2 separate regions of the Gossypium hirsutum genome follow, and region 2 is linked to region 1. The links are chromatin contacts, called in public Hi-C maps. All regions are on one chromosome and are shown on one strand. Each heading gives the region's core, a stretch centred on a gene start, on an enhancer-like site or on the middle of the called end of the contact. The rest is flanking DNA. Distances are from core to core; before and after follow the strand shown.

Region 1 (3,222 bases), core at 269-2,768:
ATTACACCCAAAACTAAAAACAAGTGAGAAAGTACAACTTACCATCAGTTCGTACCCGAGGTCTTAAAAGCCACATTTTCCTCCATGAACCTTCATATTTTGATTGCAAGATCTTATAATTCTCCACCAGGCCAGAAAGCTGAAGAAAAGAGGCACTAGTTTTAAGCATCAATAATTCATGCAAACTAATAAAAGCTTCCATATGGAAAGCAAATTTACCTGCCAAGCCTTTAAGCAGGCTGTACGCCAAAACACAGGGTTACGGATTGTGTACCTCCATTTTCGACAAACACATGATGCCCTTCCTAAATCATATGGAGCCATTCGTACAAAGACCTGTACATTTATTTCATCATTACTCTCTAATTAAGGGGAAAAAATTGTTTCTTCTTTTAAATTGCTCTATGTTTTAAAGACAAGGAATTCTACCAGTTCATAAGTAGGAAAATTTGATATTTTGCCATTGAAATTAGAATTTTCAGCTCTTACGCAATAAAATAAACTTCAAGATGTCCGTTTATCAACGAAATCACAATCAATAGATTCAAAATCACATTTTCAGCTCAAAACCTAGCATTTCTAGATGAATAATAAACAATTAGAAGCAGATAGAGAAAACCAAAGTAAGCTAATAAAAATTTTGTCAAAAAGAACTAATGCATTGAAATACTTCGAAAAGCAGCTCATCGGGCAAGCTACGATGGATAAGTGCAGGATCAACATATGATCTTCTGCTGGCGCTTCCAAAAGGGGCAACTGGTCTAACATGTTTTCCATAAAGATCTGAAATTTGAAAAGAAAAAGTAACATTAATAATTTACAAGTGTTTTATACAAAAAAAAAAAAAACTTAAGCTAATGGCTTTCAAACGAAAAAAAAAATGAATAAAATCATTATGGAAAATATATGAAAATAAATAATAAAAAATACCAAGCCAAGGCCTCTGCGTCACAAAGTACTGTACGGTCTTCAAGCGCAAAGCTGATTCTAATTCTACTTCAGAGGGAACTGTTAAGGCAAAATCCGCAAAAATTAAGGCAATTAATTAACTAATAATAATGTAATTAAAAGAATAAGAAAAAAAGGGGAAGAAAGCGATGAGATGAAACAAAACCAATAACAAAGATTGAAGTTTAAATCATTCTTCTTCATTCTGTAACTACACAATTCGAATAAAAATAATCACCGGGAGCAAAGAAAATGGTGGATTGGAATTTAGAAATGAATGAATTCAATAATGGAAATATAAATACCTGGATTCATGGGAATCGAATCAACTATGAATTTTATGAACCTCAAAGGAAAATTGAAGGAAATCTTCTCTCCTCTTTTTAAATTTACCAAACCCCGATATTTCAAAATTAGAAGGAAATAAAAAATAAGTGATGGAAAAATGCTGAGAGATTAAATGAAGGGCCCAATCAGAATAAACTAGAAGACACCGACTCAGTATAACCCAAAACATAAACAAAGGTTATCAACGGGTCGACTGAGTCAGCCCAGTCTACTCTAACAGACCACTGCAACCTACCTTTAAGATGTTAGGCCCTTTAAATTTCCACACTACCCAAGTTATGAAGTATTGCTGGCGAAGTGAGTGGAAGATGTTTGAAATATTGGATTGGGTATTGTATCATGTGAAAGTGGTAAATTTAATTTTTATATTTTTATTTAATTAATCTTAGTTTTTATATTTTTCAAATCGATTGATTTTAGTCCTGTATTTTTTAAAATATGAAATTTTAGTCTTAACTCAAATAGTAGTAGTTAAATCTATTTGATTGATTTCAATTAATAGTCCTATACTATTTATAAAGTTGTAGATTTATTCCATTTTCTCCAGTTGGATCATTCCAAGTCTCTATACATTTTAAAATTTGAAATTTCAATCTTAACATATATGTTTGGCGTATCGGATTTTAGAAATAGCAAAATTTTACTTAGATAATATTTGGAAAGCCACCTAATAATTAGTTTGGGTGTGATTGCTTGTAATTACACAATGATGGCATGTTTGGGTAAGCATTGTAACGGGCGGGTCTTATCGAATTGGGTGTAATTGGAGTACCCCCAATTACACTTTTCAATTCTTAGGAAGAGGGTGAGATTTGGAGTAATTACATAAGTCAAATCAAATTTTAAAAATTATTTTTATACAAGTTATAAAATTTATACTATAAACATGAACATGTATGAGTGTCTGAGATGGTTATGACTAGACTTGCACATGGGCTAAGTCGATGCAAAATTTTAGGGTCGTTTTCTAAACCCGAACTTGACCCAAAAATTGACCTAAAATCATGCCCAAGCCCAGCCTAGATTAAAAATGCTAAATCCGAGCCTAACCAGCCAATATTATTATTTTTATATTCTTTTTTCATCAATCCCATGTTTGTGTTATAAATTTCAATTTGTTCATATATGTGTTAATTTCATTTTTTTTATATTATATGTATGTTCATTTTATGATTTATTTTCGGGGTTTATGGTTGTCTTTCTTAATAATGTTATCTCCAATATTTGAATCCACATTTTCTTCTTGAGAATGTAACGTGTTTACTATTTCACCCAATCACTAGTTGGTGCCTTCAAGATTCAGAATTTGTGGCTGCTCCTCTTAATAATGGTATTTTTAATATTCGAACATATCTTTTTTCCTTAAAAGTGTAATGTGTGTTACTATTGCACCAAATTACTTGTTGGTAATTTTATATTATTTTTAAACGATTTATTATAGTGTTGTAATTTAGAGAATAATTTATGTATTTATTATATCATAATTCATTACATATTTTGTATTGTTTGCTTCTTATCTGTGTTTCTTATTTTTGGGTGTGCGTGTTGGAAATATATAAATATTTTTCGTGAAGTGTGATGCTCTAATTAATATTCAATCTATATCTTACATAATTTGTTGTATAGAAATTAAATCTTTATACGAATCTATCATAAATTAATATAAATAAAATGTTTATTAAATTTTTCGAAACACAGCGAGAGAATCTACTATTTTATTTCAATATAATGCAATTCAAATCGGATAAAAATAGATTAAATTCTATTAGTCACTTTTAATTTTTGCACTTTAATTTAATTATTTTTAGTTTCTATACTTTTAAATTTTAATATTTCAGTCCTCATCAAACGAAAACTATAAAGTTCATTAAATTAAGTTATGATATTTCCTAAATCTGACGCGACAAACATATTATTATATGTGTA
Region 2 (3,222 bases), core at 346-2,845, 130 kb after region 1:
TAACAATACGCATACCAATCAAACTAAAATTAAATTAGCAGAAAGTGATAGGGCCGCAACATAATTTATTGATGTGCCCACTATTACTTAAGCAAGAAACAAATCAAAAGCTTTTTTTTTTCATATATTAGTAAAACTTTAATATATAAAACCATATTATTAAAAAGGTATGTTTATATTATTTTATTTTTACTAAATTATATCGTTTTTATTTTTCTGTTTTTAATAAATTTTTTGTTTTTTTTAGATATTTTCAGACAATGTTTACAAATGTCTTTTTAAATATTTTTTATCAATTTTTTAATATACTTTTATGTAAATTTAGTATTTACTTCTTTTTATTATTAATAATATATTTAGTTATTTGTTTTTAATTTAATTAATTTATTTTTTTAGTTTTTTAAGATAATGTTACTTGATGATTTGAAAAAAAAAAATTTCTACGTGCCGAATTTTGTTGTTGTTTGATTTAGTAATTCATTGTCGATGTTAACACTTACCATGATAAAACACATATTGATAGTTTAAGTACCACATTGAACATTTTCAAAGTACAAATACTACATGGACATTTAATAAAAGTACATGTATCATAATAATAAAAAACACATTAATAATTTACGTACCACAGTAGACATTTTCAAAGCATATACCACATCAAACATTTTATAAAAGTACATGTACTATAATAAAATACATATTGATAGTTCAGGTACAACATTAGATGTTTTCAAAGTATAAGTAACATATCAGATATTTTATAAAAATATAAGTACCAAATATGGTATTAATCTCAAAATAATATAATTTATTTTGTAAAATAATAATATTTTAACCATTACCTAAATAAATTGGTGTTTGTTTTACTTGTAAATCAGCTTAATTCATTTTGTCTCTCAAACTTTACAAAAAATAAAAAAGAGTCATTTTATCTTTCCATTTTTTTTGCTCTTTTAGCCCTTAAATTTGTGTTGTTTATCAAATCAAACAAAGAGATAGAGAAATTAATGTCTGTTAAATTTGCTAAGGTGACGTCCATATGAATGTTATATAAACAATTAATTAATTTTTTAAAATTTAAAATATATAAAAAATTAAAATTATAAAAAAATATTTTTAATTAAAAAATTAACTAATTACTAATGTGTGAATTACCACATCAACAAAATTAATAAAATTTATTTTTTTAAAAATGATTCGATAAATAATATTAATTAAAAAAATATAAAAATATAAATAGTTTACCAAATAAGTTATTAGGTAAATTAATAAATTTTAAAATTTTAAGATGATTCGATAAATAATATAAAAAATTTAAATAACTTACCAAATAAGTTATACCTATAATATAAAGAAATTTCACTTCACAAGAATAAAAGTCATCACATCGGTATAGATAGAGAAGAAACGTGAAAAAACAGCCAAATTCGTTTTCTTTCAGTAGAATTTTGATTTTAGCGGATACCCCCAAATTTGACAAAAACAGCCACCACCACACTTTATTTATGTAAATTTAAATTACCCAAAAGTCAATTTTTTATTTGTCCAAGACAGCCGGAATAAAATTAAGGGAGAGCCCATCAGGCACGCGCTCATTTCTACGCGTGTGAAATAACTCTCGGTAATGGGTTGACGAATGACGAAGGAACGCCATAGATAAATATATATATGGATGCGGCTGTATCGTTACATTTAACGTGACACCTGCGTATTCTTTAAGAAAATCTCAATAAAAGAAAGCCAATCAGTATTGTCAATTTTATTTTGCTCGCCTCTTCTATAAGCATCAAGTTCAAAGTTTGAATCTAGTATCGGTTTTGTTATTGTTTTCTCTGAGCGTTATTTTTGGATAATAATGGCTAGCGAAGTGGAGAAGAAGGCGGTTTTCGATATAGATTCCGCGAAGGAAGTGGTTCAGGAGTTGAGAGCTAGCTTCGTAGCGGGAAAGACTAAAGACTACGAATGGAGAAGGACTCAGTTGAAAGCCATGTTGAAACTGATGGACGAGAACGAGCCGCAAATTGTCGCCGCTCTTCGCGACGATCTTTCCAAGCCGGAACTCGAATCCTCCATCTACGAGGTCAAATAACTTTTTTTTCATTTTAATTTGTAGTATTTATTTCAATAATTTTTTTTTTAAAAAATTGATTTTAGATTAGAATTGTTTTTTATTTGATTAAATTTTAAAATTGATGAGAAGGCGGTGGAGTTATATCATGAGCTATGGATCATAGTATTAGTACAGAGTCAAGGGGCGGCTGAAAGTCAGCTATTTCTGATACTTGATGCCCAATCAACTATGAGTTTTTTTAAATTAAAGTTCAAGTAAAAACTTTAATTGATAGTCGACTTGTCTCCAGAAATTAGAATAAAAGATTTGATGGTTCATATTTGGTTCCTAATAAAGAACTTCAACTACTTTTTTTGTCTCTAAAGCGGTTTTTGCTTCAATTGTTTAAAGCTGATTGGCTCTGTTTGTTCTTTTCCCATACAAATAGATATCCTTTGTGTTAATTATAAATTCTTGTGAAAACTTGTTTCACGTTAACTTTCAAGTGGGTATCCTGAAATTCATGAATCACGCAATTGGGAAATTTTGGGAATTAAAGTTTTTTATTTTTGGTGTGCAATGTTTTTAGAAGTTCAAAAATGCGTGACACACTTGAAATCTTGGTGGAAAGAAGTAGCATTTATGACATGCAAACAGTTGGCTTTTCTCTCACGGAAATGGTTGGTCATTTTCAGGCTTTAGAAAATAATTGCTAGCCATTAAATACTCGATAGTTCTAAACGGGTAGAACTCAAGTTCTCCAAGATTTATTGCTAATCCAACTAGCAGACATTGTCAGGATATGTACCGACAGGATGTAACTTTAACCAGAAAATCTATCCGTTTTTGGTGTTTTCTTTTTTTTTTCAGCCTTTTTTTCCCTACAGAAAGTTGAAAGTTCCACTTCGACGATTCTTTAGAATTATTACTTTCTGGCTTGGGTTGGATAATTGCTGAGTTCAGCCTTAACTAGTGGAGTTGAACTTGAATATGAATGCAGGGAATTACTTTAGTAGCTGGATAAAAACTGGAAGAAAGAGAATAGTTACACACACACACAGACATGTCTTGCTATCTATTGTTATTTTGAACATAATTTGATGATTGGAGTTTTGGCTATTACAGATAGTCAACCCCAAGGATAATTATAACTGTGATTTGTGAAGGATTAA

Evidence for each region. A called contact is a pair of places that touch in the nucleus more often than the background predicts.
Region 2: a contact with region 1 is called in a Hi-C map of leaf, with 3 times the contacts expected there. The contact joins the promoter of LOC107901426 here to the promoter of LOC107901422 in region 1. A contact is called at or near these places in 3 of 34 Hi-C or Micro-C datasets (all in leaf).

What each region holds. Positions count from the first base shown.
Region 1 is chrD06:6,652,244-6,655,465 of Gossypium_hirsutum_v2.1, forward strand. It overlaps LOC107901422 (F-box protein 7), which reads right to left and starts at 1,519. Exons shown (of 11, transcript XM_016827428.2): 1 at 1,254-1,519; 2 at 931-1,008; 3 at 671-783; 4 at 220-336; 5 at 43-139. The coding sequence starts at 1,263.
Region 2 is chrD06:6,783,501-6,786,722 of Gossypium_hirsutum_v2.1, forward strand. LOC107901426 (aldehyde dehydrogenase family 3 member H1) reads left to right here and starts at 1,596. Exons shown (of 10, transcript XM_016827433.2): 1 at 1,596-2,080. The coding sequence starts at 1,856.